Linked DNA regions of Mus musculus: regions 1, 2, 3, 4, 5 and 6 are each linked to region 7. A link is a contact called in public Hi-C, HiCAR-type and promoter capture Hi-C data. All regions are on one chromosome and are shown on one strand. The core of a region is the stretch at or near the end of the contact, and the rest is flanking DNA. Distances in the headings are between cores, read along the strand shown. Region 1 holds the start of Mical1 (microtubule associated monooxygenase, calponin and LIM domain containing 1). Region 2 holds the start of Cd164 (CD164 antigen). Region 3 holds the start of 5730435O14Rik (RIKEN cDNA 5730435O14 gene). Region 4 holds the start of Foxo3 (forkhead box O3). Region 5 holds the start of Zbtb24 (zinc finger and BTB domain containing 24). Region 6 holds the start of Sesn1 (sestrin 1). Region 7 holds the start of Cdk19 (cyclin-dependent kinase 19).

The links. Promoter capture Hi-C pulls out the DNA fragments that hold promoters and counts their contacts. Hi-C and Micro-C count contacts between places; a contact is called where the count stands out from the background. HiCAR-type assays count read pairs that join an accessible place to other places. Capture Hi-C pulls out chosen DNA fragments and counts their contacts.
Region 1: a contact with region 7 is called in a promoter capture Hi-C map of embryonic stem cells, with 2.2 times the contacts expected there. The contact joins the promoter of Mical1 here to the promoter of Cdk19 in region 7. A contact is called at or near these places in 4 of 39 promoter capture datasets (embryonic stem cells, hippocampal neurons, liver and 1 more), 4 of 115 datasets of contacts at active chromatin or transcription factors (embryonic midbrain, embryonic stem cells and fibro-adipogenic progenitors) and 1 of 9 other capture datasets (adipose tissue).
Region 2: a contact with region 7 is called in a Hi-C map of B cells, with 6 read pairs. The contact joins the promoter of Cd164 here to the promoter of Cdk19 in region 7. A contact is called at or near these places in 1 of 39 promoter capture datasets (pre-B cells), 1 of 484 Hi-C or Micro-C datasets (B cells) and 1 of 115 datasets of contacts at active chromatin or transcription factors (embryonic forebrain).
Region 3: a contact with region 7 is called in a promoter capture Hi-C map of liver, with 3 times the contacts expected there. The contact joins the promoter of 5730435O14Rik here to the promoter of Cdk19 in region 7. A contact is called at or near these places in 2 of 39 promoter capture datasets (the 3T3-L1 cell line and liver).
Region 4: a contact with region 7 is called in a promoter capture Hi-C map of erythroid cells, with 9 times the contacts expected there. The contact joins the promoter of Foxo3 here to the promoter of Cdk19 in region 7. A contact is called at or near these places in 1 of 39 promoter capture datasets (erythroid cells), 1 of 115 datasets of contacts at active chromatin or transcription factors (pancreatic cancer cells) and 1 of 9 other capture datasets (adipose tissue).
Region 5: a contact with region 7 is called in a HiCAR-type map of astrocytes, with 3 times the contacts expected there. The contact joins the promoter of Zbtb24 here to the promoter of Cdk19 in region 7. A contact is called at or near these places in 1 of 39 promoter capture datasets (hippocampal neurons) and 2 of 115 datasets of contacts at active chromatin or transcription factors (astrocytes and embryonic stem cells).
Region 6: a contact with region 7 is called in a promoter capture Hi-C map of adipose tissue, with 2.6 times the contacts expected there. The contact joins the promoter of Sesn1 here to the promoter of Cdk19 in region 7. A contact is called at or near these places in 1 of 39 promoter capture datasets (erythroid cells), 1 of 484 Hi-C or Micro-C datasets (B cells), 1 of 115 datasets of contacts at active chromatin or transcription factors (astrocytes) and 1 of 9 other capture datasets (adipose tissue).

The regions. Positions count from the first base shown.
Region 1 is chr10:41,473,837-41,477,705 of GRCm38.p6, reverse strand. It overlaps Mical1 (microtubule associated monooxygenase, calponin and LIM domain containing 1), which reads right to left and starts at 1,392. Exons shown (of 24, transcript NM_138315.2): 1 at 1,166-1,392. Gm51797 (a long non-coding RNA gene) reads left to right here. Exons shown (of 2, transcript XR_003948996.1): 1 at 1-32.
Region 2 is chr10:41,518,100-41,522,146 of GRCm38.p6, reverse strand. Cd164 (CD164 antigen) reads right to left here and starts at 2,647. Exons shown (of 6, transcript NM_016898.2): 1 at 2,447-2,647; 2 at 140-229. The coding sequence starts at 2,612.
Region 3 is chr10:41,565,737-41,569,544 of GRCm38.p6, reverse strand. It overlaps 5730435O14Rik (RIKEN cDNA 5730435O14 gene), which reads right to left and starts at 1,529. Exons shown (of 4, transcript NR_045341.1): 1 at 1,446-1,529. The region is part of intron 37 of Ccdc162 (coiled-coil domain containing 162); the gene reads left to right.
Region 4 is chr10:42,274,474-42,278,271 of GRCm38.p6, reverse strand. Foxo3 (forkhead box O3) reads left to right here and starts at 1,577. Exons shown (of 4, transcript NM_001376967.1): 1 at 1,577-1,746; 2 at 2,727-3,456. The coding sequence starts at 2,839. It overlaps Gm38485 (a long non-coding RNA gene), which reads left to right and starts at 3,463. Exons shown (of 2, transcript XR_380269.1): 1 at 3,463-3,798.
Region 5 is chr10:41,447,812-41,451,625 of GRCm38.p6, reverse strand. It overlaps Zbtb24 (zinc finger and BTB domain containing 24), which reads right to left and starts at 1,268. Exons shown (of 7, transcript NM_153398.3): 1 at 1,096-1,268; 2 at 1-537. The coding sequence starts at 506.
Region 6 is chr10:41,808,760-41,812,232 of GRCm38.p6, reverse strand. It overlaps Sesn1 (sestrin 1), which reads right to left and starts at 1,659. Exons shown (of 10, transcript NM_001162908.1): 1 at 933-1,659. The coding sequence starts at 1,211. Cep57l1 (centrosomal protein 57-like 1) reads left to right here and starts at 2,365. Exons shown (of 11, transcript NM_001243074.1): 1 at 2,365-2,445; 2 at 2,570-2,660. The coding sequence starts at 2,586.
Region 7 is chr10:40,347,810-40,351,623 of GRCm38.p6, reverse strand. Cdk19 (cyclin-dependent kinase 19) reads right to left here and starts at 2,316. Exons shown (of 13, transcript NM_001168304.1): 1 at 1,903-2,316. The coding sequence starts at 2,030.

The sequences.
Region 1 (3,869 bases), core at 143-2,642, 1.1 Mb before region 7:
CAAGAAATTGTAGTGGGCGTTCCCTAGGACCTGTAAGTAGGACACGGGGGAGTTTCTCAGCGGGCTGCCAGGGGTGGGGTGGGGGCGGAGGTTTCCCTTCTTGTAGACAGCAGGAACTAACACCCCAGTTCAACTGCGGCTGCCTCACAGACACACACCCATTTCTTCCTAAGTCTCTGTTCGCCAGCGCCCTTTGGCGAACTTAGTGCCACGCTGGTTGTAGGATGTGCCTCTCCCCAAAGGCAAAGTTCTTTTCCACGTGCTTGCCTCCTGACAAGGGGCAACACTGCCTGTGTAGATTCCACTTCTCAGCCACCCAAACTACCCTCACAAATAGCCTGAGAATGTTGTGACTGTTGTCTGCATGACAGACCTTCTGACTCACTGTGGTCAAAACACTTCCCCTGAGAAGAGATTGCGTCGCTGCTCCAACGGGCTGTGGGAAGGAGTGGGGTTAGCAACCCCTTCCGCAGACCCTCACATCTAATCGACCCCTAGCCTCACTCCCACGGCGTTCCTCTGTGCTCTCCCAGGAATCTCTGGAGACAAGGCCTCTCTTTGTACCCCTTTCCTTCCCTCCAGCCCACACGCAGCTTAAGGGCTCTTGGAGGGCTTTCTCACGCTGCCACCGGAAGAGATGAAGAGTATGGGGGGATGGGTTGCTCTCGGTGGGAGAGGCAACTAGGTGGTGGGGTGGGGGGGTTGTGGGCCGATCTATCATCCCCCAGCAGCCCCTTCATTGCCCGCGTAGTAGGAGGAGGCAAAGGTTGCCCTAGGGGGTCACTAGGACAAGAGTGGATAGATCTTCAGAAAGGACAGGAGTCCCTCTTGGAAGTGGGAGACTGGGGGTTGGAGCGACCTCTGCTAAAGGAAATAAAAGAGGTACCCAGACTGGAAACAAGCACAAAGGATGTGCCATTGGTGGAGCGTCTAAAGGGATGGAGAGCTGGACCTTGAGCAGCGGGGGTGAGAGCTCCCAATACTCTAGACAGCAAAATCTGCACAAAGGCGCTCATCTGGGTAGGGCCGGCAAGAGGACCCGCCAAACCAGCCAGGCGTGGCTCCCTACCCCATTTCCCCGGAAGCGCTCCCCACCCCCTTCCTTATCCTCACCCCCAGCCCAGCGAGCAGGAGGACGCACAGCAGGCATCGCTGGATTACTTACCAGCGTTTCTGGGGCTGGAAGAGCCGCTTCCTGTCGGAAGGGTGTCCCAGGCCTAGGGGCAGAGGAAGGGGTGGCGCAGGGAAAGCAAGAGATGCCTGGTGGCAGAAACCGGGGAGTTCCAAAGAGTTTGGACCGCAGCGCCAGCGCAGAGCACAGAGGAAGACTTACTCCGAACCTCCGTACTCCGCAGTCCTCCTCTGGGGACAGCCTGGGTCCCGCCCACGCCTGCCGGGTGGTGCTGTAGGGCGTGGTTCTGCCTACACCAGGGGCTGCTGGGGGCCTCCAAACGGTCTGGCCAGGCAGGGACAGGGAGAGCAGAGACTTGAGTGACCGTGCCTGAGTCCGCCCCGGTGGTACCCACGCTGTAGGCCACTTCCAAGAGCTGGCCGAGCGGGCGCAGGCCTCCGGCAAGAAGTTTATTGAAGCTGCAAGAACCGAGAGTGGCGCCAGATGTCTGAGCTCTCTTCACCTCTCCCACCGATAAATTCACACCCCTGGCGCCACAGGCGATCCAGTTGCGGGGGTCCATCTCTCCTGGGACAGGTCGGCTGGCTCCCAGGCTCAGGCTAAAGACAAAGCTTAAAGTCCTGGTCCACATCTTTCAACCAGGTACACACACAACCAGGTGTGTGTGTGTGTGTGTGTTTTCAACTAAGAAAAACAGGATGGTAAGGGTATGTGGGAGAGGATAAAACTTCAATGTGCAGAACTAAAGTCAAGACTCAGACAATGCTAGGGAACTTTGGAATCAAATTCTTAGTATTTCCTGTTAAGAAATTGTAGCATGAAAGGAATTGTTCAAAATCAAGCAGCTTTAAAGTTAATAAAACAGCAGTTCTCATTTATTGCATGAGCATTAACAAAACCTATTTTACTGAAATGTCAATGAGGCTTCATGACTGCACATGTTCACCAGCCAGTGGCATGGATGCTATCAGCCCCAGGCCTTTCTGGATCCCAACCTACCACTGTTAAACCACGGGACTGAAATAAGGTTTGACATCATGAGGAAGTAAAATCGCTACCCCAGAAGTGCTTAACCTAGGAAAAAATGGCTACATCTCTCTTCTTGAGGTCCAGGGACCAACAAAAGCCAAGGTCCAGTGGCTATCTTTTTGGGTTTGTGTTTGAATAAATCATTTTGCATTTTGTCCAGATATACTGGGGTACCCAGTAAGTCCTGAGCTCTAAACACACACAGCTGCAGCTGATAAGAAGGCAGAGAGAGAAGCAAGAGGAAATGCCAGCCCTCTGCCAGGAGAGGCCAACAATCCAGCCAGGCCACACACTTTGGAAGCCAGGAAGCCTTTGAGCTGGGCCCACTTGTGTTCCTGAGAGTGACATCATTTTGCTTGGAACAAATTTGCAGAATGTCATACACACCCATACTTAAACACACAGTGTAAAAAATGTTCTAAAAAGCCCAGTAGAGATGGGCTTCCGGCTTTCAGGATCATGCCTCTCCCTTTTATTAGCAGATGGACTACAGCAACTTACTGTGTCTTGTTTACAAAGACCCAGGTTCCCCCAGAGACTTTCAGTTGTAGCCAAACAGGGTTGTGTGGCTCTATGAGCAACAAATTTAAAGGCTGTGAAGGCTGCCTTTTAAAAGGATCACAGAACGAGTTCCTCAGCTCTTAAAAACCTGCTGATTTCCAGCTTTCCTTGCTGCTAGTTAAAGACCCACCTTAGAGCCACAGAGCTTCAGGACTCCAGAAGGTCTGTCTGTCTGTCTGTCTGTCTCTCTGTCAGATTTCTGTACCAGGCCTACTGTGTCTCAAAGTCACCACCAGCACACACACCTCAGTCTCCTGGTCTCTAAATGGAAGCATTTTGAATGACCCAACTTCCTTAGCTAGTTTCAGGTCTGGGGCCTTTTTATTCCGTGTTGCCGATTCTCAGAAATGTACAGAGTAAAACAAGCATTTTTTCCCTTATTAGGATCTTGAGTTATGACCCGAAGTTGTGTATTTATGTGAGCTAAAAGTAGTTGGCCTAGTCATACTGACTATAGTTCATGTTGGATTAAATAAAATAAATGTCCCACACATGAAAATTCAATTTTCAAAGAGCCCCATTCTAATGGGTTTGGAAAACATTACACTAGCAGCCGCTTAGTTTAAAGTCTCGAGGCACTAAGGACAGGATCCTCTTTGTGTGTGTGTGTGTGTGTGTGTGTGTGTGTGTGTGTGTGTGTGTGTCTCAGACCAAGTTCTGTCTTTCTGCAAAGCTATTTTTATTTCCTTATCTTACCTCCTAACCTCTGATCTCCTGGGCGTAGGGCCAGAAAAGAAACTTTCTAATACCACAGAAGACATCTGTCTGTAAGTCAGTCTATGATATGGTCTTGAATCTGAAGCTCAGAACCTTCAGCTCTGATGGGCCTGGCCTAGAGTCAGTACAACCCAGAAAGCCACAGTTCCCAATGTAAAATAGACCCAGAACCAAAGGTGTCGCATGTCTCAGTTATGAGATGCTGACTGGTTAAGATTAGAGGGTCTGGAAGAGCTTCCCATAATTTTGACTTGAATGGTTTGAACAACTTTCCTGGCTGAGGAACCACCCGCCCCTGAGCTGCAGGCAGAATGAGTGGGGTGTGTATTGGCCAATAGAGAGGTAACCCAGTGTGGCCGGAAGTGAGAATGTAGAAGAAGGGCCCAAGAGGAAGCTGGGCTGGGGATTTTATTCTAGGTGCAGAGGGGAA
Region 2 (4,047 bases), core at 1,398-3,897, 1.2 Mb before region 7:
AGGGGGAGGGGAGAGATTTCCAAGGAAAATGTTAAGAAACTATGGAAGTCCTGAATTTAGAAAATAAATACTTCACACTACCTTAAATATTCTACAGAATATTCAAGAATATAGAGCTTGTGACCACAAAGTTTCTTACCTTCTTGGCAATGTAACCAAAAGCAGGTAATATTATTAGTAAAGGTGGCATTAACACAGGAAACACAGCTGTTGAAGCTCGCACAGGTTTCTGAGGGGAAATTATGAAATCAATGAATTGACATTTCATTAGTTTGCTCTACATCTATTTTCAACAGTAAGCGTTAGATATAGTTTTAAAAATTAATAATTCTTCAAAATAGTCAAACTTAATAAACTGGTATAAGACATTTCAAGCATGGTTCAGGAAATTAATATTGACGACCTGAGTTCAATCCCCCAGACGCACAAGGTGGAAGGAGAGAACCAATGTTGTCTTCTGACCTCCATTTGCATGCTGGGGCAGGAAGTGTGTTCACATACATGTACATACACACGAATATTAAACAATTATTTAAGCCTGGGGTAGTGTAATCCCAGCACTTCAGAGGGAGAAGCAGAAGATCTCTGAGTTCCAGACAGAGTGGGTTCCACAGCTGGTGGGAGTATACAGTACTAGGAAGTGACTGTCAGCCAATCCTTCACAAGACTGAAGATACATTCATGGACTCTCAAGATAAAACAGTAAACACTAGAACATCAACACAGAGAAGCCACTGCCTCCAAACACCAGAGAAACAAGTTTTAATAAAGCGCGTAAGCTTGAAAAAATTCAACTCGAACAGAAACAAGCCAATCTCAATAGATTTTGTCTTCATCGGTGATTTGACTTCCACAGTCTTCTCTACAACCTGGAAATGCTCCTAAAGGGGCCACTGTCATATATGTGCCCGACAGCAATCCAAACCTGTGGGTCCTGACCCCTCTGGGGGTGTGGGTGAGTGGAACAGCCCTTTCACAGGGGCCTGCTAAGACCATCTGCCTATCATATTTACATTAGGATTCAAAACAAGCAACACAATTAGTTACAAAGTGGCAACAAAACAACTGTATGGTTGGGGCTTCGGGAACACTAAACCAAACAATCCAGAAATTAGAATTTAGCAGGCCAGAATGGAGCTAAGTTCCTTTCTTTTCTAGAAACTAGTCGCCTGCACCATTCTCCTTTGCTGAAGCCCTGGATCTCAACACGTATTTACTGCAAACAGGACACGAAGAACCATTCATAAAGTACTCGTTCTTAAGACACGCTGTTCACAACAGTGTAGCCTGATAATGGATGCAGCCTTCGGAATGCTGCAGCTAACCCCGTAATTGCCAGAAAACACAAGTTATCTCCTCTGTGGGCATTTCAATTATACAAGGCAATTAACTTGTATTTCCAGGCTTCTCTTAAAACAATATGAAGAACCCACACATTACAAGTCTGGGAGGAAATTGTCAAGTAGGTAGGAGTCAAACAATATTTTACTTTATCACTTTAACCGTGATAGAGATTCCCAGAACTGTTCTGTAATTTACTTTGTTCATTTAAAAATATCTGTTACCCTAGCATCCTTCTAACAAAAAATCGGGAACTACTTAGTTTTATTCATATTAAAAAAAAAAAAAAAAAAAAAAAACCAAAACCCTAGAGAAGGCACTAGGACAAGTCAATCTTTAGGTTGAGAAGCGCAGTTACTAGATTAAGAGCAATAACCAACTTAAAGCACGTCGTGTTTTCACCTCATTACTTCAAATTTACCTTCTGTCTCATTTGCGTCGTCACGGCCTATGCCAATTTGTACAAGCCTTAACGAACCCTAGAGTTGAACAAAAGGCGTGTTCCTTGATCGGATTTCAGAAAAACGGACAGACTGAATTTCAACCTAACTCCACAGCCTTAAAACACAGGCCCCCGGGAGATCACATCTTGCTCTTTATATGTCCCTAGGTTTCACTTCTCATCATCCGCCACAAGCCTCGTTCTTCCCTTACCACTCAAATCTCAGATACAGCCAACACCGCTCAGCTAAGTCAACGTGAAGTTACAGGAGGCTCGCTGGTGGGAGGGGGCAAAGGGACACCCAACTCATCTCTAAATGTCCCCCACCTATCCCGAACTCCTTCATTAGAAACTTCCGGAGAAGTTTCGAGGGGAGGACAAGAGTCTGTCCCACGAGCCCAAAGTTTGCGCACCCCGCCGACCGCGGGGCGCGTCGCCTCGTCCAATTACTCCTAACTGCCACCGCGGAAGCAAGCCACGTCGCCGTCCCGAGCTGCGGCGCGGAGTTACCAGGCGCTTGGGGGGATGGCGCCTCTGAGGGCAACGCTCGCGGCCTAGCTCGCCTGTCGCCTTCGCCCCCCACCCCGTCGGGCCGCCGTCCTCCGGCCGGGCGGCCATGTTGCGCGAGTCCCCACCGGCTCGGCGCGTGCGGCGGGCGCCCACCTGGTAGCACGGTGGGCATTTGCGTCGTCGGGACCACTTTGGTGGTCGTGGTCGGCACCTCGGTCACGTTGGGAGCCAGGGTGGTGATGTTGGGCTGCGCGGCCGAGACGCAGAGCACGGCGAGGCAGGTGGCGGCCCAGAGCAGTCGGCGGGAGGAGCCCGACATTGTGTCTTCAGCCCAGGCGTCCGGGAGAAAAGCTGCGGCAAAGCAGGCTCCGTCTAGCACTGCGTCCCTGCGGCGCCGCCCCCCGAGAAGCCCGCCCCGCGGGAGCGCGCGCCGGTCACGTGAGCAGCCCGGCGGGGCGGGGCGGAACGGGCGAGACCACTAGGAAGCCGGCCGGAGGGAGAGAAGCGGCCGCGGAGACCTCTAGGGCAGCAGTCCGTGCGTCGCAAGCCGTCCTTCTTGTCCTGGGAGGATCACGCGCGGCACAATGGAGCTTTCCTCACATCTGCACCACGGATGATCTCCCCCCGCCCTGGCAAGGATGGAACTGCCCACGTGACGTAGCGAGGGGCGTCCACCTGCGCCGCCTGGGAGGCGGGCCGCGAGGTGTCACGTGACCCCTCGGTAGCGCGCTGCGGGTAAGAAGCCCGGAGGCTCTGAGACCGCTGAGCTTGAGTTCTGCTGACCGCGCTCGCCTAGGGCTCTGTAGGAGCCGCCTTTTCTTCCGTGAAGCTTGATTTATTTTTAAGTGTGAATTTTTGTTTTTGAGAGTTCGGGGACTCAGTAATGACGGAACCACGGGATCCAAGAGTTTGCCGGGCCACTGGTTCAGTGCCCGTAGCTGTGGGTGGGACCGAAAGTGATCTGTCCCGGACGCTTCCTTGTCGTAACCGCCACCGGTGCCCTTGCCTCACCTGCTTCTTCCGAGTCACTCAGAGATCCGCAGTAGGGATCGATCTGTCCCAGCCCCAATCACTGTGGTCAGAGAGGAAGACGGCTAGGGATGAAAAGCCTTCGTGCCTCTTCCTATCCCCACATCACGAGCGACGAAGTATGAGACTTGGGGAAAGTGACCTGACCCTGACACTAGGATAGCATAGTGGCAGAACAGGCATTTTCAGTGCCTGTTGGCGGACTCTGGCTCTCTTTAGTCGTGAGCGCCATCTGATGCCGGGTCTCACAAAATAATCAACGCTTGACATGCTTATAGTAGGTGGTTTTGGTTTTTTTTTTTTTTTTAAATGAGACTTGAAAATGATAGGTAGAGCTAGGAATGTAGTTCATTTGGTAGAACGATTGTCCCTCATGCAAGAGTCCCTGGGTTTTGCACTATGCTGTCTTGATTGTTTAGCGTTTGCCATATTTTATGTTACAATTTTAATGTCATAATTTTAATTATGCATGTGACCCTAATAACAAGAATATCAGATGTTTCGGTGGTGTCTGTTTCGCTGTAGTATGCATTTTAAAAAATGACTCTAAAAGCATTTTTACAACTTTAGCGAAAGATTGAAAGCCCTTATTTCTGCCAGTAATGAATTTAATGTGGTTCCTTTGTGGGTGTACTCTGTAAAATAAATATGAGCCAGTGGGTTGTGACTGACCAAATCAATGGTCTTAGCATTAAGGTGCAGTCAAATAGTCATCATAAGAGCTT
Region 3 (3,808 bases), core at 280-2,779, 1.2 Mb before region 7:
TTGTTAGTATAAAAAAGTTAAAGAGAGAAAAATGAAAAAGGCCTATGATACACTGAACTAGGAACTTTTTGTTTGTTTGTTTTTGGTTTTGCGAGACAGGGTTTCTCTGTGTAGCCCTGGCTGTCCTGGAACTCATGCTGTAGACCAGGCTGGCCTTGAACTCAGAAACCCGCCTGCCTCTGCCTCCCAAGTGCTGGGATTAAAGGCCTGCACCACCACTGCCCAGCGTAGGAAATATTTTTGAAGTGTACAGTTTGAGGGGGAAAAGCTAGTAACAGGCTAACAGCATCAAAGAGTAGCATTTCATTCCCCCCCCCACATTTCCTCCACAGCAGAAGTAGCACCAATAATTTTACATTTGTGTATATCAGAAAAGCTATCTGAGCTCTTTACCACCCTAAAATGTAGTGTTTAACAGTATTTACCCTTGGCAGGAAGCAGTTGCTAAAATTGAAAGAATTCATTTTGAATGACTCTTATGTCTGAGAAGGCGGCATGAGGGAGCACACATTCATGCTTGGACACCAGGCTCAGGGTCATTCATTAATAAGTGCTTGACAGACAAATCATCTCCATGCAACTATTACAATAAAAAAAAAAAAAAGAAGAAAATCTGTCCTGCTAGGCACAGTGGTACACACTTGTAATCCTAGCACTCGGGAGGCTCAGGCAGGTAGACTAAAAGTTCCAGGCCAGGGGGCCAGTAAGATGGATCAGTGAGTAAAGGTGCTTGCAGCCAAGTGTGGGTGACCTGAGTTCCATCTGTGGGTCCCATGGTGAAAGTGGACAACCAACTCATGAACATTGTTCCATCAAACCCACACACAAACACCATGGCATGCTCACATGCATATGCAAACACAGACACACACACACACACAGACACACACAGACACACACAGACACACACAGACACACACACACACACACACACACACGCAATGAAAAGGGAGGAAAATGAGTTCCACCCCAGGGAGCAGTGAGATGGCTGAGTAAGTAAAGGGGCTTGCTGCCAAGATTGGTGACCTGAGTTTGATCCCCAGAACCCACACAGTGGAAGGAGAAAACAGACTCCAGCAGGTTGCCCTCTGACCTCCACGTACAAACTTACACACATTCGTCAGTTAGTTAGAGGAAAGGAGACAAGAACTCCAAACTAGCCTGGACTACACAGAAAGAAAGACTGTATTTCTTTTCTTTTTTTTTTTTTTTAAGTTAGTAAATAAATAAATGAAATTTAAAACTTAAAAAAAAATCTGTTTTGGAAAAATGTGCTCAATTTTGGGTGGATATTGTTTTCTTCAGGTTTACATTTTTCTTAAGTTTTTGGAAATGTTCCCATAATTTTTACATTAAACATTTTAACCCTTAGTTATGAGGTAGAGGATTCTCAAGTGTGGTTGGAGATCCGTTTCCCCCAGATACAGATGTAGTCATATACTTACTCGGTGTTCATTTACACTGAAGCATCACTGTGTGTGCTGATGAGAGGCCCCATCTCCCAGGGGCAGGGGCCTTAAATCAAAACCCACTGTGCCTTGCTTTAAAGATTGGAGATGGCTCAGGAATGAAGAGTGCTTGCTGCTCTCGCAGCAGTCCCCAACACTGGGCGGCTTACAAATATGTTTGCTTTCAGTGGTGTACATGAACCCGTGCCGGCATACACACATAAATAAAAATAGTATGCACAAATAAAAATAGTGTATTAATCCTCAAAAACAAAAAAGAAAGGCCATTCTGCCACACGGTGCCACACAATGAGCCATGATGCAGAGTAAAACGAGTGTAAGGATCCTGAATTTGATATTTCTCAGGTTCCCTGAAGACTCTCAGAGAAAAAAGGTGGGATGGTGGTTTCCATGGGTGGGGACAGAAAGGGCAAATTAGTATTCAGTGGGTACTGGTTTTATTTTGTGAGATGGAAAGAGATTTGTCATGTGGTCATGATGCTGCCACTGTTCTGTATTTGATGACAGTTAAAAGAATAAGTTTTGTGATGTGTGTGTGTAAGTGTGTGTGTGTATATATACACACATATATACATCTGTATGTATGTATGAATTCCTGCTCATATATATATGTGTGTGTGTGTGTGTGTGTGTGTGAGCATTATATATATATATATATATATATATATATATAAAAGCACCATACACACACACACACACACACACACACACACACACACACACACACACACACGAGCTGCACACTGTTGCTCAGCCCATCGCTGAGGATAAGGATCTTTGATTTTTGGCAGGGCACGGAATGTTGTTTTCACTTTGAGGTCACCAACTCTACCATCCTCCTGCTTCTATTTCCCAGCTGCTAGGTCATAGGCGTGTGTCACCACACCCAGCTAAGGATAACATCTTGTAGGAAGGAAAGTAGGATTTGCAGGCGGGGCAAATCTCTATCAGGTGTATCTGCAGCTCAGGAAGTGCTTGGAGACCTTGGAGACGCCAGCCTCTGCTCACCTGTTGTCTGCTCACGCATGTTGTCTGCTCACACATGTTGTCCTCGGACACTGTACTGTCCCACCATCTGTCTTCTTGGTCAGTTTGGGCCATTCTTTAGCCTCTTGATGCTCTGAGCTCTAAGCATCCTTGTTTAAGTCATTAGTAGCTGTGAAGTCAGGACAAATCCCAAGTCCCCAAGCTGCCACACTAGACCTCCCAGGCTGTGCAGCTGCCAAAGACATGGGCCTGGAGCACGCAGTTATTCTGCCACACAGCCATGCTCTTCCAGCATGCTCTTCCGGTTCTCGAGCATCCTGCTGCTCTATTTCCTGAGAAAATCAGGTCAACCTGGCAGTCTTTCTTTAAAAACTCATGTCGTTGTCCAGTCTTTTCCCAGTTTCTAGTAAACCAGTCTCCATCCACCACTGGTGCTAATATTTTTTTCCCTTGAGACAGAGATGGAGTCTATTAAAAAGAAAGCTAAAAAAAAAATACATGTATCTATTTATGAGTAGAGGGCACATGAAGGCCTGATAGAGGTGTTGTTGGGGCCACATCTTGAAACACAAGAGGAGCTGGCAACATGAAGACAGGCAGGGGAAGGCACAGCAGAGCGTGAGTAGAGAGTGGGGGTGGGGAGGGAGCATGTAGGAGCAGGGCATAGAGCTAGGAGCTGAGTGTCCCTGTGTGCAACTCTTGGGTGTCAGTCTCAGAGTAAATAGGCGCTCACCAACAAAATTGGTGTTTTAGAAACCTCCAAAATACTTTGTGCCTGATACAAAACAAATGGTGTCGGTGTGGTGGGCCACTCCTATAAAACCATGGCACACATAATAAGCCCTGGCACCCATCAAGCCTCACCCAAGACTGGCTCTCTTGAACAATCATTGCCCAGAGCAATCTTCTGTTCCCCCAGCCAACACTGTTAGTGTAATCCCCCAGCCAACACTGTTAGTGTAGTTAGCTCAGGTGTAAATGCCGCCATGGAACAGTCCAGGCTCAGAGGTAAATGCTGCCACGGAGCAGTCCTGAGAAGGCAGTGGTGCTTACTGGGAAAATCTGGACCAGTGTGGGGGAAGTGGGAGGGTGAAACCTGGTCGAGCTACCTCTTTACACAGGTGGGAGGGACCTCTGCAGTGACCCTGAAAGGGAGCAGTGCAGGTAAGCGTCTGTGGGAGCGCCTGAGGGTCGAGGGTGGAGCATCTGCTCTACAAGTGGCTTCTTATGCTTCGCATGCTCGGGAAGTCCGAGGGCAGTGTGTAAAGGAGACCTGAACCTTTCTTCCTAACCTGCCAGCCACAGCGCCCATCATGGGACCCATTTTAGACACGCCCCACCAGGCCCCTGCT
Region 4 (3,798 bases), core at 328-2,827, 1.9 Mb before region 7:
GCCAGCCGCCGGGGCTGCGCGTCCCGGGCGAGCCCGTGCAACGCGCCCCCTCCTCCCGCACGTGCCGCCGGGCTCCGCCCACGGGCTTTGCGCAACCAGGCTCCGCCCCTCCCGTCTCGCCAGGGCCCTGGGGTCCTAGAGCCCGCCGTGCTAGCAAGCTGGCCTCGCCGAGGTTCTCAAAGTTTCTCGCCCTGATAGAGCGTGCGGCTCAGATCCGCTCCCTACCTCCTTTCCCTCCTCCCTGCACAGTCCTCCTCTAGTCCTCCCGCTGTCTGCGCGGCGAAGGCTGCCACTCAGCGCGCCTTCGCTCTCCCTCCCCTCTGTCCTTGCAATTTTACTCGATTGTTTATTATTTGCTGGGGGCGGGGGCGAAGAGGAGCGAGAGGCGTCTGGAGCCCAGAGACTGGCGGCGGCGGCCAGTCAGCGCTCGGCGTGGCTTGACGAGGAAGCCGCGCAGCGAATGGCGATGCGGCGCAGGGCTCCGGGGTCACGCGCGTGTAGAGACAATGACATCATCTGTTTGTACGCGTCGAACTAGCTTGGTGCAGGGGCGGGGGCCTCACGTCACTTGAGTGACGGATCACGCGTAAAGCCTGGAGGCCGGAGTTCCGGGGTGGGCGGCCTCTGCAGGCTCTTTTAGGCTGGCTCTTTTGGGGTATTGGGTTGTTGCGGAGCCCAGACTTTAGCTGCAGAGACCGAGAGGGTTTTGTTTGGAAAGATACGTATGAACCAGAATGCATGGTAGACTTTTGGTATGCATGTCGCGTGTGGCGCAGAAAAGCACACAGTACGGCCGGGAGGCACGGATCGTGGGATAAGGGATTGTGAAGGTGCGATCTGAAGTCTATAGACTTAGAAAAGTCAAGCACGTAATCAGCTGCTTTAGCATAAGAAAACTGTTGCCCGCTTCCAGTTAGCTATCTTCTGCTCCTGCGTTCAGGACTGGGGCGCACTGCACTTTTCTTCCTGAGTTGCACTTTTCCCACTTAGCCTTAAAATCCGTGAAAAGCGAAGCACGACTGTCGCCGGGTGTCCCAGGTGAGGGTCCAGTGACACACCTTTCGGCGCGATCTTCGCCGGCCAGTGTTTCCACGCCCAGGTAACCCTTGTCACCTGCGGCTGCCGGCTTAACCCGGGTGTTCCCTGGTGTCAGGTTCTAATAAGGAACCCGATACTGGGGCGGGCTCCGACCCCACGCACCCACGGGCAGGCCACGGGCCCACGAGCCAAACGCAGGGCCCAAGGCTGAGAGCGCGGGGCGGCGCGCAGTGGTGTGTTGTCTGACCTGGCCTCCCGTCCCGGGCCAGCGTGGCCGCTGAGGTCCCCAGGAGAGCGCGGGACCCCAACCGGGAGGGCTGCGGAGCCGGCCGAGTCCCGACCCGCGCGCGCCCGCCCCCATTCCCGCAGCCCCGCGCAGGCGCGAGGGCGCACACACGCGCACTCCCACACGCACGCACAGCAGCCCTCCCGGCCCCCGCCCCAGCCCTCCCCCTGGGCGGGGACCCGCCCCGCCGTCATCCTAGGTTGAGGCTCCCTGTGAGTGGCTATAACTTTGTGCTGCTGCCGCGGCCGCCCTGCTCGTGGAAGGGAGGAGGAGGAATGTGGAAGGCGGCGGCGCAGCACAGGCTGACAGGCGGTTCCTCCGGCGGGCTGCGGCGGCGGCCCGAGAGTCCCCTCGTCGCGGTGCCCTGGGCTCGCGCGGAATCGTACGCCCTCCCGCCTCGTTCCTGAAGGGAAGGAGCCGAGGTAGGCGCCGGAGCTTTGCAACGGGGCGGCCGCCTTTCCAGTGACTCCGGATCTGTTTCCGAGCTGGGCCAGGCGCTTCCCTTTCCCTCCCCGTGACTCGGTGTGCTCCCCCCCTTCTCTCCCGCTAGTGTCTTTAAAGGACTTGAGGGAAGGGGGAACTGTCAAGATGGCAGCAGCGGGAGCAAGGAGGTGATGAACGGTGCTGGTCCGGGTTTTCATGCAGTCCGAGAGATTTGGCGCTTCCCGACCTGTTGGAAGATTTATGTTCCCACTTGCTTCCTCCTTCCCGTTTCTGACCTGGAAGGGGGCGGAGGGCCCCACGTCCCCAAGAAAATACATCTCAGATCTTCTTAGTCCTGCGGGGTCGGCCCTCTCTCTCTCTCTCTCTTGTTGGAAGTGATCTTGGCAGGTCTGCACCCAGACCCCCACGCTCTCCCTGCTGGTCCGCGGGCGGAGAGGAAAAGACGGGAGTTGCCCGCGCCAGCCCTAGGGGGCCTCTCGCCTGGGAGGGGTGGGGGGGATCGCAGGGCTGGGGAGCGGGAGAAGAGCCCAGGACTCTGCTGACTTGCCCTGCGCCTCCGCGGGAGGCACTTGAGCGAGCCAGAGCCAAACATAAACAAACGCACGCACGCACGCTCGCCCTCCGACCACTGCGGAGCTGTTGGGGTCCGGAGGCCGCCCACACTTAATGGCGCGGCCACCCCTCCCCCGGGACGCCCCTCCCCCCTCCGCCCCGCCATCTAGTCCGGGAGAGACCTGCGGTTCTGGCGACGGCAGCGGGGGAGGGGGCTGCCCCGCGCGGGGCCGTCGATTCGCTCGCGTCTCCCGGGCGGCCAGGCCAGGGGGCGGCGTCTGCTGCGCCAGGTTCGCGGGACGCACGTCCCCAGGTCTATCCGTTCTAGGTGGCGGCCGCGGGCGAGGAGTCTCCGCGGACTAGGCTCCAACACAGGATAACCAACTCTCTCTTCGCGCTTCCCTAGGTAGCTGGAGCTCGAACCTTCGCGGTGCCCCGTTCCTCCCCCGCCGCACCCAGCCTGGGCTCGAGAGGAGAGAGCAAGAGCCCAAGCCGCGGGCGGCGGGCAGGCGGCGAAGATGGCAGAGGCACCAGCCTCCCCGGTCCCGCTCTCTCCGCTCGAAGTGGAGCTGGACCCAGAGTTCGAGCCACAGAGTCGGCCACGCTCCTGTACGTGGCCCCTGCAGAGGCCGGAGCTGCAGGCGAGCCCGGCCAAGCCCTCGGGGGAGACGGCCGCAGACTCCATGATCCCCGAGGAGGACGACGATGAAGACGACGAGGACGGCGGCGGCCGAGCCAGCTCGGCCATGGTGATCGGTGGCGGCGTGAGCAGCACGCTGGGTTCCGGGCTGCTCCTCGAGGATTCGGCCATGCTGCTGGCTCCAGGAGGGCAGGACCTCGGGTCGGGGCCAGCGTCCGCCGCAGGCGCTCTGAGTGGGGGCACGCCGACGCAGCTGCAGCCTCAGCAGCCACTGCCACAGCCGCAGCCGGGGGCGGCTGGGGGCTCTGGGCAACCAAGGAAATGCTCCTCGCGGCGGAATGCCTGGGGGAACCTGTCCTATGCCGACCTGATCACCCGCGCCATCGAGAGCTCCCCGGACAAACGGCTCACTTTGTCCCAGATCTACGAGTGGATGGTGCGCTGTGTGCCCTACTTCAAGGATAAGGGCGACAGCAACAGCTCTGCGGGCTGGAAGGTGCGTGCCTATCAGGGGCTGGTGGTCGGACCTGCCAGGCCTTCGCAGCGCCAAGCGCGTATCGAAGCGGTCGGTTTGCGGCCGTCCAGAGAGGGCTGGCAGAGGAGCTTCGCTGTGAGCCTTTGGGGTGGGGGATTCTTTTCACTCCTATAGGAGGGAAGCCTGGGGATGGCCTCAAAGTGGGAAGGGAGGGTCCTGGGCAAGTTTTGGGCATGCCCAGATGAGTAGGCTGTGGGCAAGGGACACTAAGGAGGAAGGACCAAGACATTTGTATGTGCTGGCTTACCTCGGCTGCGGGGAGGAGGTAGCTCCGCGGCCAACTTTGGAATACAGGAGGTGGAA
Region 5 (3,814 bases), core at 19-2,518, 1.1 Mb before region 7:
TTGGCTTTTCTTGGTCTTCCCCGTTTCCGTTTCAGAGGATCGTTCTTCTTATTGGAAATAACCACCACTGGCGTCCCAGTGCAGTTCAAAGCTGGTGGCTTTGGGGCGCTATGGTTATCCTGGAAGTCTGCGTATGCCTTTACCAGGTCATAGACTTTTAAGAACTGAGCAGTAGCCAGGATCTGCTCTGTCGTTTTCTCACTGGCATGTAGATAACCTGTATAGATAAATTCCAGCAGGATGCCAAAGGTGTCTGCAACCATGCCTTCCAGCATGTAGATAGACTGGCCAATCTCGCCCTCTTCCGCAAACATCATTGAGAAATACTCGCTACTGGCGGCCAGCAAGGCTTTATGGGCTCGGAAATGCACATTCTCCACGATTAAAGTAATATCACAAAGAAAGCCCTTCTTCCTTTGATCCTCCAGACTGGCCAGCACAGTGTCACTGTGAGTGTCTGAGTGTACCATAAGCTGCCCACAAGGCTCCGGGGTTGTGTCTGCCATTTTCTCCAGAAGACTCTGAAGAGGCTTAAATCTGAAATAAAAAATCAATGTTTATTTAGGAAGAAGTATTGCCTAACTAGACTGTTCGTGTTCCAGCTGTCACAACCCAGTTTTTTTTTTTTTTTTTTTTTTTTTTTTACATTATCACCTTCTACACTCTACTTGGAAAGCCAAGCCTTGGGTTCCTCCCCTTGTTGCGGCTACCCTGCTGGATGCCTCTCCAGTACCCACATAACCTCTTACGGTGGGGAATTTCCTCTGGAAATTAGAGAACGGGTTCAAAAGTCTGTACGGCCCTCCGGTCCGTTAACTTTGTAATTAAACTTTCAAAGTGTGGCGGCACAAAGTTGGAGTTGGGGGTGTGCTGCCTCGATGCTACACACGGAATAGCTGTTTCGACTATAGGAACATATATGAGAAATATGGGAACGAACCCACGCAAGGGAGATCTACGGTGAAATAACGCGCGGATTCAGAGGCCCCGCTCTGAGCAGCGGCGCCCGGAGCTCCGTCCCAGGCCTGGGGCCTGAGTCCCGCGGACGTTCCGCGGCCCAAGGCCCCGGGCCGAACCAACCGGCCGCGGACCTACCTGTCAGGGCCGCCCCGCAGGGACTTGCTACGGTCAGCCCACCCGGCTGCCCAGAGGGCACTAACCGGGCCTGTCGCCGGTCCCCGCCCCCGCCACCACTACGCTGTAGCTCCGGACTCCCGGCGTCTGTCAACCCGGAAGCGCGCACAAGGGCCGTAGCATCACGTGACCCCGGAGCCCCGCCCCGAGGGCGGGCTTTGCTGTGGAATCCGGAAAGGGAGGGTCTGGTGCGGAAACCTGCCAATCTGCGGAAATTTACCTCCAGTTACCCCGCTGAGTTTCCTTTAGACCTCAGTAGACACCACATCCGCTGATTAGATGCTGAGCATAAAGACGGCGGTGGCTTCAATCAGCAGATATTTACCTCCTGAATGAATCCTCTTCCTCGCTTTCCTTCCCAAGTTACTCATCCTCAGCTCTGTGTTTATCCATAAAATGGAGGTGTTAACCTACCTGGTACGGTTAGAATGAGCTTAGTAAGTGCTTGGCTTGGCTAAAAAGACCGAAACGACCGCTGTTTTTATTTAGATTTATGGCACTTCTGAGAGACTATTGAGGGTTTCAGTTGTCTCAGGACAGTGTCGCTCCCTCTGAGACCTATGGGTATGGGAGAGTTCTCTAAATAAAAACCTGGGTAGGATCTGCTGTGGCTCTGTGTTCCGGACCAATGCTCCTAAGTCCCGCTCAGATTCGTTCCGGACCTACTCCAACTGTGCCAGCAGCTTCCGCTCAGCGTTTATGCATCGCGTGTACCTAATTATCTCTACTTTGTCCACTTCCAGATTATAAATTTGCCATCTATATTGCCCACAATTTGGAAACTAAAGATGGAATTACCAGCCGGACTCTTTCTTTCTTACTAGTTTTTATTAAAAGTGTAAGACCCCCAAAGCTGGGCCTCCGCTCAAGTCCCGGGATGAGCTGGCCAGCACCCCAGTGTCCCGAGAGAAAACCACACCTGATGCAAACTGCAAGAGGTTTTATTATCAGCTAGCTGAGGACGAAGTGTCTCCCTAAGTGTCTCCGCATTAGAGATCAGGGAAAACAAGCTTGGGGAACGTCTAGGGGCTTTACCTTCCAGGGAGAAACGCTCTAAGTTGGGGTCTCACAAAAGCAGCTCATACCACACAGGTATGAGCTCTGTGGTTTCCCCCTTATCTTTACAGAGTTATCTAGTGCACTCTATCCAGAGCTCCCTCGAAATCGGTCAGATATGTGGGCGTCCGAGTGGGATGCCAGGAGAGCTTTGCTTGACTTCTGCACTCCAGAAGGAACAAGGGTGGTTGTGGGATTGGGGATTTTGTTCAGTGATAGAGCACTGGGTTCTGGATTCTGCCCTCAGCACCGAGAGGAAAATAATAATAATAATGATAATGATAATAATGATAAAAAGACAGAAAGAACAAGGGTCAGTCTTTCAACTTTGCTTTCACATAGGTTTTTGTTTGGTTTTCTGCTGAAAGAATTGCAGTAAAAACAATGCAATAAAAACTCCACAGAGCCAAAACTAGATCAAATTTATCGAATAAGCTGCTATTTAAAGGAGAAACTGGTTATCGGTAAGAGTGTCACTCGGAGCTGGTCACCAGGAACCACTCTGAGGAAGACTGTCAGAAAAGGCTGGTTGGACAAGGCTGAGGTGGCCAAACCAAATGTGAGATGCTCACAGCTAGATGTAGGTTAATATTAGGTGAAGATGTAGGTTAATAAAATGAAAGCCAACAAGATTTAAAATGCTCAAAATATTTATTACTTTGAAATTTGAAGAATTTAAAATGTCAGCTCATAGCAAAAATCTAGAGTGTTGAAGATATTGATGATAATATTATTAGAGCATAGATTATACCCTTTTATGAGTAAGATTGCTAATAGAGGAAATAGTGAAATAAATGGGTTATCCAGAATTTTTCCTCCTTCTTTTCCATATCTAATTTCCATTATTCTACCCCTTCCCACCTGAAAGAGACAGAGACAGAGAGAGAGAGAGAGAGAGAGAGAGAGAGAGAGAGAGAGAAATCAACAGAGCCTCCTGTCTCCTGGCCTCTGGATGGATTGGGTCTGTGGAGAACTTGACCCAGGAGAAAGGAGAAGGCTTATCATTAGCTGGCAGATGACAGTTAGTGGAAGTCTTCTGTGGCAGTGAAGGTAACAGAACCTCTGTGAGATCTAGGATGGTTTGCTGATATCTGCTGAAGAAGCTGTAGTCCAAAGCCCATCATGACTTCTGGGACTTGAGAGGAACAAAAGGATAATCGTGCTGTTGGACAGTACCAGCACAGCTTTATAGCCACACCTTCTCTTCCTCCTCCCCACTTTCTCTTTGTCCTCCTCCTCCTCCTCCTCCTCCTCATCTTCCTCCTCGCTAGTCTGATAGTACTCCTACTCCTATTTCCCAGCCCTATCCTCTGCACTACACCCAAGTGGTATATATTGGCTTTGAAAAAAAAAAGATCTAATTCAGACAGGAAGAGTGCCTGAGAATACAGACAGTGTACACCTGCTTCTATACTGAGGGCTCTCAGCACACCATAACACAGGTTTGATGTGTTTGGAATGTCTTTTATCCTGGTTAAGAACTTTCAATTTTGGGTTGGAGAGGTGGTTCAGTGGTTAAGAGCACTGACTGCTCTTCCTAAATTAGGCCCTGAGTTCAAATCCCAGCAACCACATGGTGGCTCACAACCATCTGTAATGGGATCTGATGCCCTCTTCTGCTGTG
Region 6 (3,473 bases), core at 410-2,909, 1.5 Mb before region 7:
ACACACCTTCTAATACAACAGAATAAAGTGACTGTAGAAAAATGGCAGGACATTATAGAATTTTAAACCTTACTGCACTCACAATTTAATAGGTTTGCACATGAAAAGAGGAAAGAAACAATTCAAGGAAAACAGAAAATAACTGAGCAGCCAAGTATTTTCACCAAATGCCTTACCTGGACCCAACTTTTCTTTCTTTTTCTCCCCACAACCCCCTCCCTGCAACCCTAAGGCAGGGCCTTGCCATGTAGCCATGTATGGACCTAGTACTCATTGCTCGCCAGGCTGGTCTCGAACTCCTGGTGGCATTATTCCTCAGCTTCCTGGGAGTATGGAGAGTAAGCTACTGAACGCCCAACTCTGGGTCCAACTTTTCCACCTGGACAAGAGTTACCTTCTTTATGACTTAGGCTGTTTTTTATTATTGTTTTCTAGTTCTGTTTTAGGATGCTTTTAGAAAATGAAATCCTGTCTTTGTTAAAGAGCCAGAAAAAAATTATCCTGCCAGTTACTCTGAACAAATAGGAAATATTTCATGCAACTCCTCATTTTTGAGGCTTTCAGTGTGAAACTTTCCACACCATAACAATGTGAAAAGCGCACTGGCTACACTTGGCAACAAACAGAAAAAAAATGACAAAGACTGGATTTTAATTAACCAGACCTTTCATATATATTATATTCCACAGACAATGCCATTTCTACCCAAAAACACCATAAAAACAATTCCTGTTCATCTATTTTTGAAAACCGTTTTTAGTTTAGCCTGTTCCATTTGGGCCCAACATTGAACGTTTTACAGAACCCTCTAATGCCTAGTGATGTCATTATTAACAGCTAACCAGTTAGACTACCCCCATGGAAGCAAAAGCGACGGGAATAACTAAGTCAAATCACATCGGCTAGTTAAGTCACTCTAAAACTGCTCTTACCTCGACGCTCTTCAGAATGAGCCCGCTTCTCTCTCGCACATCTTTAAAGGGACATCTCTTAGAGAGCATAAGCAGATGAGCAAGAAGTTTATTCATCCCATCCAAAGAAACCGCGTTTGAAAGTCCGTCTGAAGGTCGGGAAAGTGTCTCTTTCGCTGAACGAAGGTATTCGGTTTTTCTCAAAACGATCTGCCTAATGTTTTCCAGTGCTGTCTCTCTAGTAGTCGTGTCTCTGCTGCACAGTCCCTCCCATCTCGCTTCATTCTCTCCTTCAGCCATGACAATCAAGAGCTTTTTCTTTTTCAGCGTTTAGTCAGTTACCTTTCAGCATTCCCCCAAAGCAGCCCGTCGTTTGTTTGTTTTTTAAACAAAAAACAAAAACAACGAGAAACGCTAAGAATAAAGTCAGAGAAATCCAGCCGTCGTGAAAGCAGGCGTCTGGATGGCACTGGGAATCACACGTGCTTTTTAAAGTTGATGCTTTCAAATCGATCCACAAGGCGGATCACCCAGGCACCCTCTCCTACACGAGGGCAGTCTTCTGACAGAGATTGAAAAGAACAAACTTGGAAAGTTGCAATCTCACAGAGCTGGTTAGCTGGACACAGAGTCCCGGGGAAGTGTTCTCTGTGTCGCAGGGTCAGCGGATATCCTCACGTTGTGGAGCTGTCAAATCCGTGCTTGGTCCCAAAAGGCTGGTAAACAGTAGAAGGTTCTCCAGCCATTCGATTTTTTGTCTGTGCAGCGGCTGGTTCTCGACCGTTCCCACCCCGCCCTCCTCCGACACCAGTCTCCGCCCCCCTCGGCTCCTCCTAGCGCCGCGGCAGGGCAGCGGGCGGGTGCTGGCGGGGTAGGCGGTAGACCCTGGCCCTTAGCTGCTGGGGCCCGAGGCTCCGGTGCTCCGGGGGAGCAGTGTCCGCCAATCACAGTGTCAGCGGCGACTAAGGGCGGCGTCCCCAACCCTGCCGGTTCTTGTCCCCCGGGGTACGCCGATGCTCCTCTTACTCCTCTGTCCTCGCCCACCTCCGCCAAGCCAGAGGGCACCCCGCAATCCAGCAGTCATCGAGCCCAGGGCTGCACGGCTGAAGCAAAGGGCCCCAGGCACAGAGCCCGCCCCTTCGCCCAGCCCCGTCGGTGGGGATCGGCCCAGAGGGCGGGAGCAGGGAGGGGAGACGGGGTCCTCACCCCCAGCCCCTCCCCTGTCCCCGCCCGGGACCGCCGGGAGCCGCCCCTGCCCCATGCCTGCCTCTCCGCCCAGGCACACGCGACCCGCAAAGACAGCCATTGGAAGCAGCCCCGCCCTCGGGCAGAGTACCTCCGGACCCCGAGTCCAGCGCGCCACTGACTAAGACCGGCTGCTGCGCATGCGCGACGCCGGCCAGGGCGCATGCGCTTTCCGCGGTGTTGTCCTTTCTCGACGTTTGGAGGCGCTGGTTTGAAGAAGGGGAAAGAAAAGTAAGGAGTACAGATGCCCGGAGATGTTTATCGAACAAGAAAAGCCGAACAAATAAAGGTGCTCTATAGTATTCCAAGTAGAAATGGGATAGAATTATGAGTGACAGCCAAGCAGGCAGGGCTTTGCGTTGGCTTTTGGGAAATGTAGTTGTAATGCTAACTACGCGCTCTGTTTGCGACAGAAACTACAATTCCCAGATGCCACCGCGACACTTGTCTTTGCCCGCGAACCAACGGTTCTGGAGGCCGTGGTTAACTGGGAGCGTCCATCTGGTAAGCGTGGTAGGCTTGGTTGTGACCCGTTCAGTGAAAAAAAATTTTTTTTTTCCCCTCGGAAACTCTGGTGCCGACGCCATCTGGGATTGCTTCCTTTCCGTCGTGGCTTGCCGGGAGAGAAATAGTGCAGGTGCTCAACACCTTTGGTTGGGTGACTGAGGCAAGGATTTGGGGATCATTGTTTGGAAGGCCAAGGAGCAGCCTTAAGACAGGCAAACTGGAAAAAAAAAAAAAAGAAAAGAAACAAAAAAGCAAAACAAAAAACCGACGCCGCTGCTTCTGCTGTCCTCTTGCACATAGGCCCGTGCTGAATGGATTAGGAATCCCTAAGCGTTGCCATTGCACCTTTGCCCTTACAGGGATCTGTTTTGTGCTGTCTTTGCTCAGTCAGATAGCATCCGAAGGGGATCTTTGAAAGCAAGTCTCTTGTGTCTGAGACTGAAAAGAACTTCAAATGTCCTTAGGTTTGGAAGGTTCTGTATGAAAAGAAGCCTATAAAAACCTCCTAAATGTGTTATCTTTGAACGATATGGTCATTTCTCTAAAGGTGTTTTTGGAAGGTTTTTAATAGACTGGTAATCGGATTCGATTTTAATCCTTTGTTTTACAAAGTAAACATAGTCATAAAATATTAATCTGGAACTAAAGAGATGGTGCAGTAGTTAAGAATTGTTCTTATACAGTACTTAAGTTCGATTCTCAGCCCCAACTTGGCAGCTCACAGCCATTCATAACTTTAGTTCCAGAGGATCTGATGACTTCTAACCTCAGTAGACACCAGGCATAAACCTGGGGCACAGGCATACATGC
Region 7 (3,814 bases), core at 1,067-3,566:
AACTAAGAAGCGGAAACTGTTTCTGTTGTAATCCCATCTAGTCTATGTGACTCAGAAACAGAATTGTTAAAGTTCTCAAAGACTCAGGGCAAATGAAAATATTTTAAGATATTTTTAATGAAAACTTTGTGTATTCTAGATGACATGTATCACAACGTTAGCACAGTCCCTGGGGATACGGGAAAATCCAGCCCAACAATGGAACCACAGTGTCCAAATGACAGCACTGGATTTGCTTTCCCCAAACAGCCCTGTGAAGAGTCCCACTGGAATATCAATTTAATCAGGAGAGTGGCTATGCCAAAAACAGAGTGCAAGTCAATTACAGTACCCTCCAGCCCCTGGTGTGCACTCGAGGACATGTGGTAATTAAAAGAAACAGCTCAGACAACTGAGTAGCTTGGCCTAGACAGGTCTACCTGCAATAGCGATTAACCATCATCCTTGAGTTCTGGACAGTACCTGTAACTTTCCAGGTACTGAGTATGAGACACTTGGTACGACTGTGCTCTGGCTTTCTTCTTAGAAAAGTAGCTCGAGCACTGCTTACTTTGATGCGGGAGCGCCTCACCAACATTATCAAATCACAGCACTGGGAAGGAGGGGCCCCAAGGAGCACTTTAAATCTGAGGTATGGTGATAATCCGGCTTATCAAAAATGCCCCATCACAATCCTTAAGTCTCCCTTTTGTATAGTCTGACAATCGTTTGAGTCTAAGTTACAGAACCTAAGGGAAAGGAATTCCTTCCAGAAAGGAGCCAAGGTGACAACTGGCTTTAAACTCACCATTCCCAGGCCTGAAGTTTGGTTCCACCGGGCCAGCTCTTACAAGCCAGTCTGACCACCGGCCCGAAGGGGACATTCTCGATGCTTTATCAACTTGTCTTTTACTGATATAACAATCCATAAAGACTTCCCAAGAGATTCCTACAGATCCCCTCAACTAAGGAAACGGCAATCCAGGCTCAAGCCTGTCACTCCGTTTTCTGTTCTTGGTGGTCTAGGTTCTCAATAAACACTACCAAAGCTCACAGCCATTTGACAGAGGCTAAGAACTTGAAGAAATCAAGATTTCTTCCTGAAGAAAAGAGAAATGGACCAGGTTTGGTGGCATACGCCTTTAATGATAGTACCTGATTAGCAGAGGCAGGCGAATCTCTCCGTTCCAGGCCAAGCAGGGCGCACAGATACCCTATCTTAAAGGGGGTTGGGGGGAATTAGATAGCCAAGATATATCTTATACCTAAGATAGCCAAGAGGCAGGAAAGATAAGCAACCAGAGAACACTTAAATCTTGTAATATACAATTTATCTCTCTCCAGGGTCCACCTTCAGAGTGCTGAATTCAGAATATTAAAATGTGGGAATCGGGAGCAGGATCGGGAAGTCCCCAGGTAAACATCAGAGATGAAGTCTGGGTTGGCAAGGAAGTCAGACCCAAGGGGCCAGCCAGGACCCCAAGCGCTGCGCCACCAGACAGGAGGCGCCCCCGCGAGCTTTCAAACCGCCGCCCCGGGAAGGCGCTGCGCCGATTGGAAGTTCCACCACTACCGTCACCAGCACAGGGCCAAACCGGTAACTCTTCAGCCAAGCCCTCCGGAGGGTCCCCGGGGACCAGACCCCTAAACTCCACCTCCAGGCGCGGTCTCCACCCGCCGCCCGCTGTTAATCACGCAGCCGCGACTCCAGGCGGGACCGACGCCCCCGACGGGGCTGCGCCGTACGACTTCGAGGGGCGCGACCGGCCAGCGGGGGGCGGCAGCACCAGTGCCTCCGAGTTAGCCCCGGGACGTCGCTCTGCGACCCACGCCGCCTCGTCCCGGGAGCTCCGACCCACCCAGCCCTCCGGGGCTCCGCAGCGGAGGGGACGGGACGAGCCCACTCCCCGCTCGCGCTCTTACCCATCTTTCCGCCTCGCCTTGTAGACATGCCCGTAGGTGCCGCGTCCCACTTTGCACCCTTCGTACTCAAACAGATCCTCCACCCGCTCCCGCTCCGCCGCCAGCTTCGCCTTGAAATCATAATCCATTGTCTGCTTCCCCCATAGAGAAACCGGGACGCGGGGGCCGCCGCCACTCAGTCCCTCCTCCACCGCCGCCGCTCCACTTCTCCAACAGCCGTCGCTCGGGCGCGCGCGCGCCGCCCGCCGCTCCGCGGTCCGCCTTCAGCAAGGGACTCCTCGGCGGCCGCGGCAGCCACCTCCTCCGCCTCCTCCTCCTCCGCGGCGGCGGCGGCGGCTCCCGCAGGCATCTACAGTCCCGCCTCCTCCCTTCATTTCCTTGTTTTGGAACCTGGTGGGCCGCGCCGCGGCTTTCTCGAACTCATTAAGGAACCAAGCGTCCCGCCCCAAGGTCGCGAGCCATTCTGGGAAATGTAGTTCAAGAGGGCTCGTGAGTTGTGCTACCTCCTCGGGAGCGGGGAATACAGTTCCCAGAGTTCCTGGGGCCTTTTGGGCCACGCCTCCACAAGGCATGTACGCCTGCGCTCTGCCGCCGCCCCACCCCCTCAGCGCGCGACTGCTGTTCCTGTAAACTGTAGCGCAAAGTTGCAGCGGGATTTTTGCGAGCCCGTGGGAGCTGGCGGGAAGGACACCTTTGCTGAGCTAGGAAGTAGATACCCGGCCCTGACTGTCATTAGGCTAGAAAAGCGGGAAGCACCTCACGAGAGCCTTGCTCTAGAGCTCATTCCGGCGCATCCGGAGCTTAGGACTGGGGTTTAGACAGTTGTACTACACATTGTTTGTTTTCTTGGGCAATTGATCCTCTGGTTGCCCCGCCCCTTGCCTCGGCTTATTGGCAGAGACTGAAGAGTGACGTCCGCTTTGGTGCCTGGTTATCTCCGGCTTTGGCTGTTTTCCCGCTCTTGATTGGTAATTGGATGTGCTCGGTTCTTCCTGATAGGTTAATCTTCTTTCTTTACGATGCAAAAACCGTATTTCAAAACCTGAAGATTCAGCGGTTTCCCAGCTCTTGCTAGGGGAACCGTGTAACTTCTACGGCCCACAGCCAATCATCTTTTTCTTGGCGCTCTAGTCGGTTTTATCCTAACATATGCGGGTGCGGTAGCCTAGCTTTAGCCATCTGTCTGAGAACAATTAAAGCGCTTGGAAGATTGCAAAAATGCAGCGTTTTAAAAACAATCGTTTTTGCTGGGTAGTAAAGCGTGTTTTACAGTAATGGCGAGGCTCACCTAGGGGTTTAAGGTATTTATCTTGCTCATGACGTTGATTCGTTATGGTGTCTGAGGCTCAGAACCCATCACCTCAAAGTAGTACTGTAAGAACTTAGAAAGTGCCTTACTAAAAATGTGACCCACTGCATATTGATGGCTTTTAAACCGAAAAGAAATTGAGATCCATTCGACACGCGCGTTTCAGCTCTCTTCCACTACCTAAAATAAAAGGCAGCATTTTATAACAAGATTAAATTTAAAAGGGAAATTTGATAAGGTGTCTGTGTCAAAAAGGCAGCTAAGCTATCCATAGACAACATTATTGCTGGGGAGACCATCTAAACAAAGAATCGACTTGTTATTTCCTCTTTATTTCCTTCCCTCTCCTTCATTTATCTCCAATACCTACTAAAACTTCCAATTCTTGTTCCTCTCTGTATGTCATGAGCTTCAATCATCAGGCCTTTCGATTTCATTGTGTAGGACTCCCGTGCGTACATCTATAATATGAACTGTAAGGCACAAGGCACAGTGATAAAATCGGCAGGATGACTGTTAGGCTAGGTGGGTAGCCGTCATGAAGAAAGCACCATGAGCTTAAATGTAAAGAACGAACAGGGCCTTGAGGAAGTGAGAGAACAG